Regions from separate parts of the Macaca mulatta genome. Here region 2 is linked to region 1. A link is a contact called in public Hi-C data. All regions are on one chromosome and are shown on one strand. The core of a region is the stretch at or near the end of the contact, and the rest is flanking DNA. Distances in the headings are between cores, read along the strand shown. Region 1 overlaps TXN2 (thioredoxin 2). Region 2 overlaps MYH9 (myosin heavy chain 9).

What was found. Hi-C and Micro-C count contacts between places; a contact is called where the count stands out from the background.
Region 2: a Hi-C map of fibroblasts shows a contact between it and region 1, with 1.9 times the contacts expected there. The contact joins two enhancer-like sites. A contact is called at or near these places in 2 of 14 Hi-C or Micro-C datasets (cortical neurons and fibroblasts).

Annotation. Positions count from the first base shown.
Region 1 is chr10:15,083,385-15,090,547 of T2T-MMU8v2.0, forward strand. TXN2 (thioredoxin 2) reads left to right here. Exons shown (of 5, transcript XM_077949847.1): 4 at 3,215-3,337; 5 at 3,801-4,092. The coding sequence ends at 3,328. Among named protein-coding and RNA genes, the nearest start is that of TXN2, 17 kb to the left of the region's middle. Within about 2 kb of position 2,992, at least 8 of the 40 cell types and tissues checked have an H3K27ac peak or open chromatin away from gene starts, as enhancers often do.
Region 2 is chr10:15,238,263-15,245,425 of T2T-MMU8v2.0, forward strand. It overlaps MYH9 (myosin heavy chain 9), which reads left to right. Exons shown (of 41, transcript XR_013399116.1): 5 at 564-657; 6 at 5,015-5,107; 7 at 5,713-5,776; 8 at 6,676-6,774. Among named protein-coding and RNA genes, the nearest start is that of MYH9, 66 kb to the left of the region's middle. Within about 2 kb of position 3,564, at least 5 of the 40 cell types and tissues checked have an H3K27ac peak or open chromatin away from gene starts, as enhancers often do.

The sequences.
Region 1 (7,163 bases), core at 1,742-4,241:
GTACCAAGGCCCTGTGCACTTCCACGGAAGGCAGTGTTTACAGGCACTGGCCCCGCCTGATGTGTGAGCCAAACACAGGAGCAGCAGAGCCTCAGCCGCCTCCTTGGGGTCGAGGGAAGTCCCATTCCAGCTCAGGTTTCCTGTGGGCTCTAGTGGGGGGTTTATGTGTGTGTGTTTCAGCTCAACTTCAAAAAAATCCCCTTGATCAGTAATGACCAGACCTCCATTCACAGCACATCTGCTGTCTACCTGACACCAGCAGGGTCTGTGCGTGTTGAAGCATGTGTGGAGGTTTACATGAGTGAGATCATTATGGCCTTCATCTGGAGTTCCCTTTTTTTTTTTTTTTTTTTAATTTTTTTATGGAGATGAGGTCTTGCCATGAATTCCTGACCTCAAGCTGTCCTCCTGCCTTGGCCTCCCAAAGTGTTTGGGATTACAGGTGTGAGCCACTGTGCTTGTCCCTATCTGGAGTTCTTAAGGAACACTAAGTCCACTCTCTGAGCCTCTTCAGTGAACTTAGAGTCCTGCCATGAAAAAGGTTAGGCCATTTCTTATACAGTGGCATAAAGCGTTTATTTTAATTAAAGGAATAGGACCGTGTGCAGGTGGGAGCCGGCCGCTGAGCTCTGTGCTTCTGCCAAGAGGCTCCGGCTTTGAGGCGCTCCAGCTGCCTTTGCAGACCACTAGAGGGCACCAAAGAATGCCTGGGAAGGCCCTAGTGGCTTCAGGCGCTCCCTGGAGCCTCCTGGAGCAAACTTTTTCGGGCCCTGCTCTGCCTGGAGACAGGGTTTGCCACCCACATCAGCCTAGGGACAGATTTGAAGGGGCCTGAGGCACTAAGAAGGACAAGGACTGTGTCCTCTGACCTGCTGTGTTTGTCCCCAAAGTGCCCATGAGGAGTGGGGTGCGGGGCGTGCCACGTAAAGTTAGTGGGTGAGGGTGGGATGGTCTGGCCTGCGTGCCTTTCCTAACTACCATGTGCACGGGTTTTGAACATTCTAAATCTTACTGACTTCCAAGATGGTCTGCGGCAGGGCAGCACTGGGATATGTGAAGACCTGGTACGTTTGTGTGAATCTCTGCTCTTACTTTGTAGTGAACTTGTGTGTAAGAAAAGTCTGTGTTTATCTTGTTCTGTTTATTTTTATTTATTTATTTTGTTTTGGGGGCAGGGACAGAGTCTTGCTCTGTCGCCCAGGCTGGAGTGCAATGGCACAATCTCAACTCAGTGCAACCTCCGCCTCCCGGGTTCAAGCGATTCTCCTGCCTCAGCCTCCCGAGTAGCTGGGACTATAGGCATGCACCACCAGGCCTGGCTAATTTTTGTATTTTAGTAGAGATGGAGTTTCACCATGTTGGTCAGGCTGGTCTCGAACTCCTGACCTCAAGTGATCTGCCCGCTTCGGCTTCCCAAAGTACTAGGATTACAGGTGTGAGCCACAGCGCCCGGCCTATCTTGTTCTGTTTAAATGGTTTTCTCAAATGCCCACGAATGCCAGGCAGGGATCCCAGGCAGCAGAGACCTCACGATGCCAGTCTGGTGGGCCACAGCCTCATCTGCATTCCATGTAACCTATGCAGGTCCCTGAGGGAACTGAGTAAATGCTTCACAAACCAAGAATGTTGCCGTTGCCATCTGCCTGCAACCCGCCAATAAGCGTGAGGTCGTGTATGGCCAAGCCTCTCCTCCCACGCTGTCCAGTAGAAGTCCCTGAGTCTCTGGACCCTGTCACTCATCACGGCAGCAAGCTAACATGCTCTCGTGTGGCCTGTGTTGGACTTTTCCTTGTGCCCTCTGCAGCCACTGTTTTTTGAATGCCCACTGTATGCCAGGCACAATGCCAGGTTCCTACGCTTATTTGCCGGGTTGCTGTGCTGAGCCTTTACTCACATTATTTCATTCAGCTTTCATGCCCTCTAATGGAAGTGCCATTAGTATCTCCATCTTGCATCTGAGAACACTGAAGCTTAGTTGCTGAGGGTCATGCCCCAGCTCACCTGGCTGGTAGGAGTCGGATTGGGTCAGCCAGAACCTGAGCTCTGCTTTATTTATTTATTTATTTATTTATGAGACGGAGTCTCACTCTGTCACCCAGGCTGGAGTGCAGTGGTGCAATCTCCACTGACTCCAGCCTCCACCTCCCAGGTTCAAGCGATTCACTTCAGCCTCCCAAGTAGGTGGGATTACAGGCGCCCGCCACCACGCCCAACTAATTTTTGTATTTTTAGTAGATACGGGATTTCACCGTGTTGGCCAGGCTGGTCTCGAACTCCTGACCTCAAATGATCTTCCCGCCTCAGCCTCCCAAAATGCTGGGATTATAGGTGTGAGGCACCGCGCCCACCCTGAGCTCTGCTTTATGCTCAGATCTTTCTTCTTCTTTTTTTTTTTTTTTTTTGAGGCAGGGTCTCACTCTGTCACCCAGGCTGGAGTGCAGTGGCAGCATCACAGTTCACTGCAGCCTCAGTCTCCCAGGCTCAAGCGATCCTCCTGCCTCAGCCTCCCACGTACGTGAGGACAGGCATGCACCACCATGCCTGGCTAATTTTGGGGGGGGGAGTTTAGTAAACACAAGGTCTCACTGTATTGCCCAAGCTAGTCTGGAACTGTTGAACTCAAGCAATCCTCCAGCCTCAGTCTCCCAGAGGGCTGGGATTATAGATGTAAGCCACTGTGCCCAGCCTATACTTGTTGAATCTTTAATGTTCATCCCAAACCCTAAAGGTAGACATTACCCCCATTTTATGGAAAAGGACACTGAGGCTCAGAAAGGTGCTGTGACCTGGCCAAGGCCCCCTTGCGAGTGAGTGCAAAGCCAGGACTCGAACTGTCCCCCAGCTTCTGTCTCCCCCCGGGCCAGGCTTCCCCCGAGCTCCTCCCTGCCCCCAGCCCTGGCCTGCAGCTGCATGGGCTATTTTCATCTCTCCTGTCATTCCAGCAAAACCACTGGGCCAGTGAGTCAGTCTTGTGGTTAAGGGAGGAAGGGTACTGCTGGGAGCCCGCAATGGAAGAAGTTTCTTCAACGGGTGGCCACCGGGCCCTGCAGTACCCCTGCACTAAGGGAAGAGCCACGTTCCTCTAGGCCTGCCCATGGCTTTGGGAAATCAGTGCCCTGGATAAGCCACCAGCCTTCCCCACAAAGGCTTGGGAGTGGCAGTTGAGAAGCGTTCACTGCCAATTCACTTGGACCCCCTTGTCCTCCCCACCCAGGTGTCGGCGGTGCCCACTGTACTGGCCATGAAGAATGGGGACGTGGTGGACAAGTTTGTAGGCATCAAGGATGAGGATCAGTTGGAGGCCTTCCTGAAGAAGCTGATTGGCTGACAAGCAGGGGCGAGTCCTGGTTCCCTTGCCCGCGTGGGACCCCAGTAGAACTCAGCCCTTCCACGCCAGCCCTTCCTGCTGCCTCCCTCCTGTCTGGCCTCTGGGGCCTGTGCTTAGAGCCCGGGCTCCAGCCCTGAGTGCTTCTGAGCTGGTGGACTGCCCAGGGGCCATCAGAGGATGGTGCTGCTGCTGATCTGGGGTCCGCCGTCTTCCCTCCCACACGCATTTCATCCCTCCTCTAGGGCCTGTGGCAGTTCTCCCAGGATGCGTGGAGAGAGCCCGGGCCAGCCCACAGCGTTCCTGGTCAGGCAGCCACACGTTGGTCCTCATCTCTGGTCCCTTCCGATCTGAAGCCTCGTACCTGGCTCATCTCCACCTGCATTTCTCTTTCCTGCTGCTGTTTTGGAAAAAGAAAAAGAAAAAAGAAGCCCAAATTAGTGAGAATAATATCTAATTCTCTCATTTTTTGCAGGTCTGTGATAAAGAACTTAGTCATCCCTTCCACCTCCTACTGTGAAGAGCAACCCTGGGTCCCACACTGAAATCCCCTCTAGTCACCCATCCTCACCCCCCAGGGAGCCCCCTCCCACCTCACCTCCCAGGCAGTGGGGCAGAAAATGATTAATGGGCTGGGGAGCCCTGGAGAACCTTGACTCTGGAAGTCTCGAGGCACCTCCTTCGCTCCTTAGCTGGCCCATTGGTTTTCTGAGCCGGGGGCTGAACTGTGAACAAGTCAGACCAATAAAGCAAGGGTCTGCACCGTCTGCCATGTTGCATCTGTGTGGGCTCAGAGCACCTGTGACCCTTTCCCAGGGGGCTTGTCCACTGTCCCTGCATCCTCGCCTAACTCCACAGCACTCTCTCCAACCAGCCCCTCCTGTTCACTATCATGCTTGTCAGCTGTGGCTGCTATTCTGAGGATGCCACGTGCCAGTCCTCGTGCCCTTCTAAGGCAAGAGGCTGTTGTCCCCATTACCCCGATGAAGACACTGAGGCTCATGGGATGCAGAACTGGGGTTTCTATCCAGACGTGGTTGCCTCTGAAACCTGGGCTCCCATAGCTGAACCCTTTGACCCTTCTGAGGCCACCCCCGTCTGACGGGCTCCTGACTGCCCCAGCAAGTGCCTGGCCCTGTGGGGATCAGGCTCTCCTTCCCGTGGGTGCCTGCAGGAACTTCTGGGCCTTGGGACCAGACAACCTCTTTTGGCCCCCAGCTCCCCTTGGCCATAGAGGAGTGTGCCAAGGGAGCCAGGCTTGCCAGCCAAGAAAGCCTTCCGTCTGCCTCACTCCTGGGGCCAAGCTGTCAGGGCTCGGTTGCCCGGATGAGGCCCCAGCTTCCTGTGAGTCGGGTACTTGGTGGCAGGGGGGTCTGACAGCCTACCCCATGGCCCCAGGGATGCCATGGGGCTCGTATTGCTTGCTCTCAGAGGCTCACCCTGTTCCTGTGAGAACTGCCTGCGTTCTCTAGGGGACCACCCAAGGACTGCCTTGGGAAGGCTGCCGAGACTGAGGGAGGAGAGAGGCCCGTGGCCTCTGAAGGACCCCAGGCACCAGGGACTGTCACAGTCACATGGAGGCAACAAAACCAGCAACTGGTGTCAGTGGAGACAGAAGTTCATGGAGTGAACATCCTCCAAAGGCCAAAAGCCCTGGATAAGATGAGCAGGACCTGTCCAGGCTCAGGAGGCACCTCCCAGGCACCTGGCACTGTTCTGAGGGTTTCAGCTTACCACAGCCCCGCAGGGAGGCGTCGCCCTTCAGGTTCCACCTGAGACCTGCCCCAAGAGGTTGAGGAGCCTTCCCCAGTTCACAAAGCCCCTGAGAAGCTGAACTGGGATTCAAGGCCAGGCAGCCTTCCGCACCCACCCCCAGGCACCAACCTCACTACCTCCCTTCATCTGATAGAAGGTGGCATGTGTGTGATCTTCATCTCACAACAGGCAACAAGGCAGGTGGTGTCGGCTCATTTGACACAGTGGGAGCGGAGCAGATCAGAGGTTGAGTAACTCTTTCAATGACACCCAGTGAGCCCAGGGTGGGGCCAGAGCACAATGCTGGGGCGCCTTGACTCCTGAGTCTGGGCCCTTTCCACCGGACCCCACTGCCACTCCTTAAAAGGCACCGTTTGCCACGCACCTTCTACACACATTACCTCATCGAATTCCACTCTTGTGAGGCAAGTATTATTTCCATATCATAAGTGAAAAAACCAGTTCAGAGAAATTGACTTGCCCAAGGTCATGTCTGAAAAGTGATGATTTGAACCCAGTGGGGGTCTGGCCTCTCTGCCCGGGTGGGCGTGGAGAACTGTGGCAGAGGCCTTGGCCAGAGGCAGGACCCGGGTGCTGCTCCAGCTCCCTCTCCTGAAAAGGTGCGTTGCCCTGCAAGGTGAGCCGGTGGCTGTGGCCATCCCAGGTTGGCAGCCTGCGCCCATGAAGCTGATCATGGCCATGAGTCACGCTGGCTGTGCTCACAGAATCCTCCGGGTGATCCTGTTTGACCAATTCCAGGACACTGACCTCACCGGGGATGCCGCTGGCTCTGGGCTGTCAGCCCACGGTCGTCCTCTGGGTGCCACGTTGGGCCCCAGGACTGTGGACAGGGTTGGCAGACACCTGCTGAAAGGCTTTAGCCACCAGGTTGGGAAGCCGGGGAAAGGGGACAAAGTCGCAGGCTTGCCGAGTCTAAAGACAACCCGGGATATGGCCCCTGTATATTCTTGACACCAAGTGCTTGTGGTTGCCTGCAGAGAGGCGGCAGGGATGGAAGCTCGAGTTTGCTGGGCTGGCTGCTTGACTTCTGCGCTCCCTTGTGCCCTGCAGCTCCACCCTACCAGGGAGCAGGTGCCAGCCCACAGAGGAGATGGAGTGCCAGGGTGGGCATTGAGACGACTGAGACACCACTCCGGGCAGGCACGCTCACCTGCAGGCAGCACCAGCATGGCTCAGAGTGAACGTTTGGTGGCCACAAACACAGGTTCCTTCTAAATACAGAACACGGAGCCTGGCGCGGTGGCTCACGCCTGTAATCCCAGCACTTTGGGAGGCCGAGGCGGGTGGACCACCTGAGGTCAGGAGTTCGAGGCCAGCCTGGCCAACATGGCGAAACCCTATTTCTACTAAAAATACAAAAATAGCCAGGTGTGGCAGTGCACACCTGTAATCTACTAAAAATACAAAAATAGCCGGGTGTGGCAGTGCACACCTGTAATCTACTAAAAATACAAAAATAGCTGGGCGTGGCAGTGCACACCTGTAATCGCAGCTACTCGGGCGGCCGAGGCAGGAGAATGGCTTGAACCCAGGAGGCAGAGGCTGCAGTGAGCCGAGATCACACTACTGCACTCCAGGCAACAGAGCGAGACTCCATCTCAAAAGAATAATAATAATAAAACATAAAAATAAATAAACCTCCCGAACATGGGAGGGAAACTGACCCTGTCCTTGAAGAACTTATGCCCAGAGACCTCAAAGCAGGGGGCTGCGGTCATCCCTGAGCCGATGTCAGGGCAGCGTAAGGGACCTCCGGCTACCCAGCATCCCTTGTGAGGCAGAGGGCAGGGGAGGCTTGCCCAGGTGGCAGCGTCTTTGTAGCAGGGCAAGGATTTTAACCCATGCCCTGACTCCAGCCTGCCCTAAAGTGGAAATGAGGCAGAGCCTTTTCTACCCTGGCCTCAGGAGAGAGGCATGAGGAGGGCAGCTGTGTCTCTGAGGAGGGAGGACTCGGGTAAGGACCTGTCAGGTCAAGAGGATGTTGATGGCGCTGCTGCCACTGCCTTCCCAGCAGGGCCTGCCCCTGCCAGGGGCCAGGGCCAGCTCAGCCCCCACCCCAGCC
Region 2 (7,163 bases), core at 2,314-4,813, 160 kb after region 1:
GGAAGGAAGGTGGCGCTTATGGCAGAAAGGAAAAGCAAGATTTCCCCCCAATCCGGCTGGGAACCAGCTCCTCCGTAACTTCTGGGCGGAAGGCATTCCTTCTTGCTCTGGATGGTGGCTTTTCTTTACCTGGATTGAAGTAGACACTGGGGCCTCTCACCTTTTAACTTAACAAGGAGATCCATAAACCCCATTGCTGAGAGAGTTAATGGCACAGAACGTTCCTTCAAGTGACGTTTCAAAGGAACATGTACAAGTGCCTTTGACCCCTAAGTCCACAGCTGCCTAAAACTGATTTTTAAAACACTTGGATGTGAAGGCTGCCAAGTGACCAGGGCAGGCAGTGGATTTCAGTTTACTTCTATCCAGCCCCTGGAGAGCCATGGGAAGTGGACTGCATGAGGATTCCAGAGCGTTTATGTGGCAATTCCTTTTTCTGCCACACGTTGGGTCCTTCATGGGCACCTGACAGAATGTGAAGCAGTGGAGTGTGCAGTGGGAAGGGACAGAGGTCAAGGACTTGGCCATGCCTAAGCCTGAGACTTCCTTGCCTCTCTTGGTAGGGGTGAATCTGGAGCTGGCAAGACAGAGAACACCAAGAAGGTCATCCAGTATCTGGCGTACGTGGCGTCCTCGCACAAGAGCAAGAAGGACCAGGTGAGCGCTGTGGTCCTCGTCCCCGCGGCCACTTGCTGGGCCTTGGTGGGATGATGGAGGAAGAGCACTTAGTGGTCGTGGCTTCAGCTTTACATGAGGATGCTTTGGGGAATGAAGCAGAGGCTGGGCCCATTTCCATTGAGGCGATGGCATGGCCTGTCCTGGGAGTGGTCCGGCGATAGCAAGCCCATTCTGTCCTTGGCCTCCTAGCCTTCTGAGTTGCTGTGGAAACTGATGAGGTCCTGGAGTTTGCGTAGCAGCCCTCTTGGCGTTTGCAGCTCATTGCTGTGTGTCCCCCCGCTTCTGAGGCTGGAAGGCAGATTCCAAGACTTGGTCCTCAAGTTGATGGAGGCTGTGTTTGAATCCATTTCTTTCCCCTGATGTTGAAATGCCTCTGGGTGGGCCGGGCGCGGTGGCTCACACCTGTAATCCCAGCACTTTGGGAGGCCGAGGTGGGCGGATCACAAGGTCAGGAGATCGAGACCATCCTGGCCAACATGTTGAAACCCCGTCTCTACTAAAAATACAAAAAATTAGCCGGGCGTGGTGGCGGGCGCCTGTAGTCCCAGCTACTCGGGAGGCTGAGGCAGGAGAATGGCGTGAACCCGGGAGGCGGAGCTTGCAGCGAGCCCAGATCACGCCATTGCACTCCAGCCTGGGTGACAGAGTGAGACCCCGTCTCAAAAAAAAAAAAAAAAGAAATGCCTCTGGGCAGACAGCCACCCAACCCCACCACCCCAGCGAAGAGAGAAAGGGCAATTGGAAAGTCATCTCACCTCCATTTTTTTCCTCTCCCTTTTGATGGATTATGGTTGAACCAGCAGCGTCCTCGCTAGGTGAGCTGCACGTTTTACTGCACGTTCTGCACTGGGAATGCGTGTTCTGCCCATCGTGTGCCCTTGAATTCTGTATTTTGTTCTAAGCAGCTTTTCACCCCACACTTGTCACTTTCTGCAGCTAGAGCTCTTCTTTTAGGCTCAGCTCACTGACTGTCTTGGGAGGAGGGGCTGGGTGTGGCACACAGTGACCTCCTGTGCACTCTGAAGTGACAGTCCCTGCAGAATGGAGATGGGCCTCACACCTAGTTGTTCTCAGAAACTCCAGTCACGCCCAGATTTCCCCACAGCGCACTATAGCTGTCATGTCCCATGCAGAACTTGACCCCGGCACGGTGGGCGGGGACTCCGCTCTCACGGAGCCCTCCATGCTCTGTGGTCCAGACCAGATGCAGATGGCCGGCGGCCCTCGCCCGCCACCGCCGTGCCAGTCAGAAGCAGTGCTGGGGAGTTCTCATGTTGGAGTTTTTCAGAGGTTGGGGTGATCAGACAAGCATGGCTGTGGGACGCTGTCTCTCAAGCACACTCTTAAACTCCCCTGTGAAACCTAAGTGCCAGTGGTGTTCCTTGAAGCCGTCAGGGGGAGCTTGGTCGCTCCCAGCGGCGGCTCCACCTTACTGGCGTGCCGTGTGCGGCGTTCGTAAGTAAGGAGGGGTGTGAGTCTGCATGCAGGTCTGGGGTGTGGCCTGCAGAATGGCCTAATGAGTACAGTCTTCTGGAACCCAACCAAAAGTAACTTTTCATGTGCCAAGCTTCTCAAGACATTTGGAATCTTTTTCCATGGGGTGTCAGGAGTTATATTTAGAAACTAATAAAGTTTCTTTTCTTCTCTCTCCCTCTCCCCCTGTCTCCGTATCTCCCTCTCTCCCTGTCTCCCTCCCCTACCCCCCATTTTGCATTCTTTTTAGGAGGCCTATTTTAAAAACAAAGCTGTGAGGTTAGGAGTTCTCTAGCCGTGGTTTTCCATCTCCGAATTTGCAGTAAAATCCTTTTCCCGAGTATTTATTGACTGCCTAGTACATGACTGGTTCTTGGGAGGGTGACACTGGAGTCCCTGTCCTGGAAGACAGAAGACAGGACACAGAGAGCAGTGAAATAGCTCATATGCCTTACATCGGGGGTTCCTGTTGTAGAGGGGAAGGCAGCACTCAGCAAAGACAGCAGGCTGGGGTTGGGGGTGACAGTGGGAGCCATGCTGTCAAAATGCAGACTTTGCTAGGCACCCTGTCCCTGCCCTGAGCCCACTAGAATGAGGGAATAGGTTGCCCCAGGGTTCCAGTCACAGCTCAGGCTGTTAGTGTGAAAGGCCATTGGCCGGTTTGGTTGATTTCCTTGCCTGAAGCTGTGCTGTGATTTTCCACAGGCAGCCGGAGCATGGAACACCCTTGAACTTGGTTTGGGAGCCAGCAGTCTCTCGCTTGCAGTGGCCAAGTTGACCCTCCCAATACCAGCAGAGGGGTTGTTCCAGACCTCACCTTGCTGTGGGGAGGCCAGGTTTGGCCTGGGCTGCGGGTTGGCAAAGCAGAGCTTGGTCCAAGGAGCTTTCCGGGCAGATGCCCGGAGCCTAAATGGTGACCTTTGCCTCTCCCTGGTCTGTTATTTGTGTTCTTGTTGGGGCTCACTGGCAGAAACACCACCCAGTGAAGCCCTTCAGAAACCAATGGGTAACCCCTAACCTTAGACAGTACCATGTCACTTCATGTTATGCAGATTTCATTGAAAAATTAAAATCTCTTCTGTGCCCAATTAGATGTCAGTAGAGGAAAAGCCATAGGTTAGTCATCACTGTTGTCAGCAGGGAACACGGCTCTGGAATCTGAAGTGGCTGCTCCCGACTTGGCCCTGCGGCCCCACTTTCCACGGCAACAGCGTGTGGTCCCAAACAGAGGCCTCAGTTTGCCTCCAAGCCAGGGCAAGCACAGGCCCTGGAGGGGGCCGCGCTCCCTTCTGTCTGCGGGAACGGGAGCGGTTCAGCCAGCCTGGCAGCCTGGCCTGTGCTGTGAGAGGAACGGCGTAGTGGGTGTGGGAGCCATTCTCATCCAAATCTGGCTCCGTGGGCTGCCTCAGCCGACTTCCTAGGCCCGCCCGAGGCCTGTGGGTGGAAACCCGGTGTCCAGTTACCACTGGTGCCCAGCGCACATGTAGAGCCTGCTCTGTGGGCTTGACCCCTGCCCTCTGACCTGGCCCCGCTGACCCTCCTTCAGGGGCGGGCACTAGGGCAATGCCCTCACTTGTCTGGATGGTTCACAAGCAGAAGGCTTCCTAGCCCTGGGTTGGGGGGTCCTGGCCTAGGAGGACTGCCAGAGGAGGAGGCTCTACTCTGTCCCTTGTGGTCTCAGGTGGGCTTCCAGTCTGGCTTGGCTAGACTCCAGAGTGTCCCCGGTGCTCTGCAGATGAGTCTCGTCTATGGCAGGTGTGCTTGTAAGGCCAGGGTCCGTGGCTGTCCTGGGAGCTCCTATTCCTCCCAGTTTTCCTTGTCATCACTCACAGGCGGCTGCTGTTCCCGGAAAACCCTGGCTTGACTCCAGTCTTTAATAAATACAAAGCCTGGCCTGGCCCTTGTGTGATGTTCTTTCCCCCAGAGGGCACTCAGGCATTAAGGGGAACCAGCTCCCTAGTTTCCTCAGTCAGCATTAGTTATTCCCTGGTTGCATGGGCCTGCTGCACAGGTGCGAAGACAGGGCAGTGGCCGACGGGTTAGGTAGGGGACTGGAGTTCTGCCAGCCCGCTCTGCTGATTGACAGCTGGATGACCTTGAGCACGTCATTCCTCTCCCTTGGCCTCAGCTTCCTCTTCTGTGAAATGGGGCCGCTCTGTCCTGCCCCCTGAGTATGGTGAGGGTGTAGGGATAAGAAGGCACAAGGGTGCATTTTGTCTACCACAAAGCACCCCTGGAGTGCACAGCAGGATTTAGTGACATTCTCAGTAAACAGCTTGCAGCCCAAAGTGGGCCTCATGGATCCCGTGCTCATTGCCTGCCGTGGTGGGTTTTGGGTGCAGCAGTGGAGGGGCTGATACAGAAAGTGAAGCATTTATCAGGACACAGATTAGATGAGCGTGTATATTTTCCAGATCCAATCCCCTCATTTGCTTTTCCTATGAAAAGGAATAAAAATGTGAAGATTAGAGGCAAGGAGGTAGAGGGAAGCTGGTGTATACGGGGTGGAGACACTGTCCCAGGGTGTCTGTGCCGCCAGCTCGCTAGTTTGGGTGCTGCTTTCACATAGGTCCTCCAGGGCCAGATTCCTAGAGCTGAGGGAGCTTCCTGCCTGCCGTTTCCAGGGCCACGGAAGTAAGTTCAAACTGACCAAGGTTTCCAAAGCCTGGCGGGAAGGCCACACTTGGGTGATACCGGGACCTGGCTTTGGCTGGAGTGGCACACTGGCGCCCACCCGGAAACCTCTGTTTCTGGCATGTTGGACATGCTGACACGGCTCTGCCATCGTCCCCCTTCCAGGCAGGGCAGGCTCGGTAGCCCAGGTCGCTGCCCGGCCTTCACTGTGCCCCTGGGTTCCTTGCAGGGTGAGCTGGAGCGGCAGCTGCTGCAGGCCAACCCCATTCTGGAGGCCTTCGGGAACGCCAAGACCGTGAAGAATGACAACTCTTCCCGCTTCGTGAGTAGTGCGGTGGCGACCGGCTCTGGGGACAGAGGGCCCTGCCCGGAGCTTTGGCTCATGCTGCCTTCTCCTGGGTGCGCTCCCCTCAAAACCGAGGACGGTTCAGACTCAGTGCTATCTGGCCTGTTGTGTGGACTAGGACAGACCGAATGCCAGCTGGTGTGGACCTGCCCTGCCCCTCTTAAGGAAGAAGGCCACGAGTAGCTTCTTCAGCCTCCCCCATGAGAGGTGGAAAGGCCAGTGAGGGCACTGCCGACTCTGCCCCAGAGTGCTCTTCTGTCACCAGTAGCCAGTTAGTTCCCGGGTCAGGCAGAGAGGAACACTTCCAGATAACTGGTCTCTTTCCCCCTCTGCGAGGAACCTGGGTGTGGGATCGGCTTGTCTTAGGCTCGTGGCCTCAGGCAGTGTGGCACCTGAGTCCTGAGGGCCCGTGCGGTACGGGCATAGGGAGCCCCTGGCCTGGCACATGGGTCCTGTCTCTGGATTTTCTCCCTCCAAGCTGTGCCCACCGGAGGGGGCGTGGGGGCCTCTGGTCTCCCCCTTGCTCTCTAGCTCCCCATGTCAGGGGCACCCCTGATCTCTTGCTATCTTTTTTTACTTAGGGTAAATTCATTCGCATCAACTTTGATGTCAACGGCTACATTGTTGGAGCCAACATTGAGACTTGTATCCTTGTGGTTCATGGGGATAAGAGTTCTGGATCCGGAGGGGAGGCATGACCTCTATAGAGAAGAAGCTGCCTCCTGATTCCAGCACTTTCCCCCTGTGGGCCTGTTATGACACCTTGTCTGTGGAGCTGGGGGGACATTCAGGATTGGCTCAGTGCAAACTCAACACAGAGCTTAGGGCTTGCTTTCTTTACGGGCAGGATAACCACCTGCTTGAATGGGATGGAGCTGTTGAAAGCCGTCTAGTGTGGCTCCCAGAGGTGGGCGTTTGGGGGATGCTACTTTATCTCTCCCGCGTGCCAGCGTTTAGCCTTTGCATGTGGGAATGTTCTCGTTCCCATTACCTGTAAGAATGAGACAAGGCTCCCGAGGGTGTGAGCTCCTCTTGGACACAGCATGACCCTTGAAGGTGAGAACCCAGGTAGTTTGCTTTTGCTGTGTTTTGCCGTTTTGTGCCATTCTTCCTTCCTTGTGAAGTTCAGTTCCTTTGGACGAGAATAAGAGGACAATGGAAGGCTGGCCAGGCACAGTGGCTCACGCCTGTAATCCCAACACTTTGGGAGGCTAAGGCAGGTGGATCACCTGAGGGTCGGGAGTTCAAGACCAGCCTGGCCAACATGGCAAAACCCTGTCTCTACTAAAAATACCAAAATTAGCCAGGTGTGGTGGCACGCGCCTGTAATCCCAGCAACTTGGGAGGCTGAGGCAGGAGGATCAACTCCTCCTGAATCCAGGAGGCGGAGTGATTGTGCTACTCTGCCGAGATTTTGCTACTGCACTCCAGCCTGGGCAGCAGAGTGAGACTCTGTCTCAAAAAAAAAAAAAAAAAAAAAAAAAGAGGAGAGTGGAGGACTTGCCTTCCCCCCAGCTTGTGTTGCTTCCTTAATGTTTGCAAAGATCTTTTGGAGAAATCTCGTGCTATCCGCCAAGCCAAGGAAGAACGGACCTTCCACATCTTCTATTATCTCCTGTCTGGGGCTGGAGAGCACCTGAAGAGTGAGTAGTCGGCCTGCAGCCTGACACCGGGGCTGCCAGGCTCTGGGCCTCTTGCCAGAATTGGGTCATAGACATCATTTGGGAAATGAAAACTTTTGGCCTTGGGTTTAGCAGGGAGAAGTGAGAGCGACTTCTTTCTCTGCGCCATCCTAAGGACTTGGTCTTCTGTTTCTGACCATGCCAGAGAAAAGCTAGGGTGGGTTGCACATGTAGCTGCAAATCACAGGGCCCTGGCGCTCTTCTGGGCCGGGAGATGTGAGTGTCAGAGTCTCAGACACTGAGGAAAGCTGAACGTCGCTGGCTACTCTGCGGTTTTCAGGGCGCGTCAGGGCTCAGGGTCTGTCCCAGTCCCTCCAACCTTCGAGGTCACAGCACTGATGGAGCCTCTG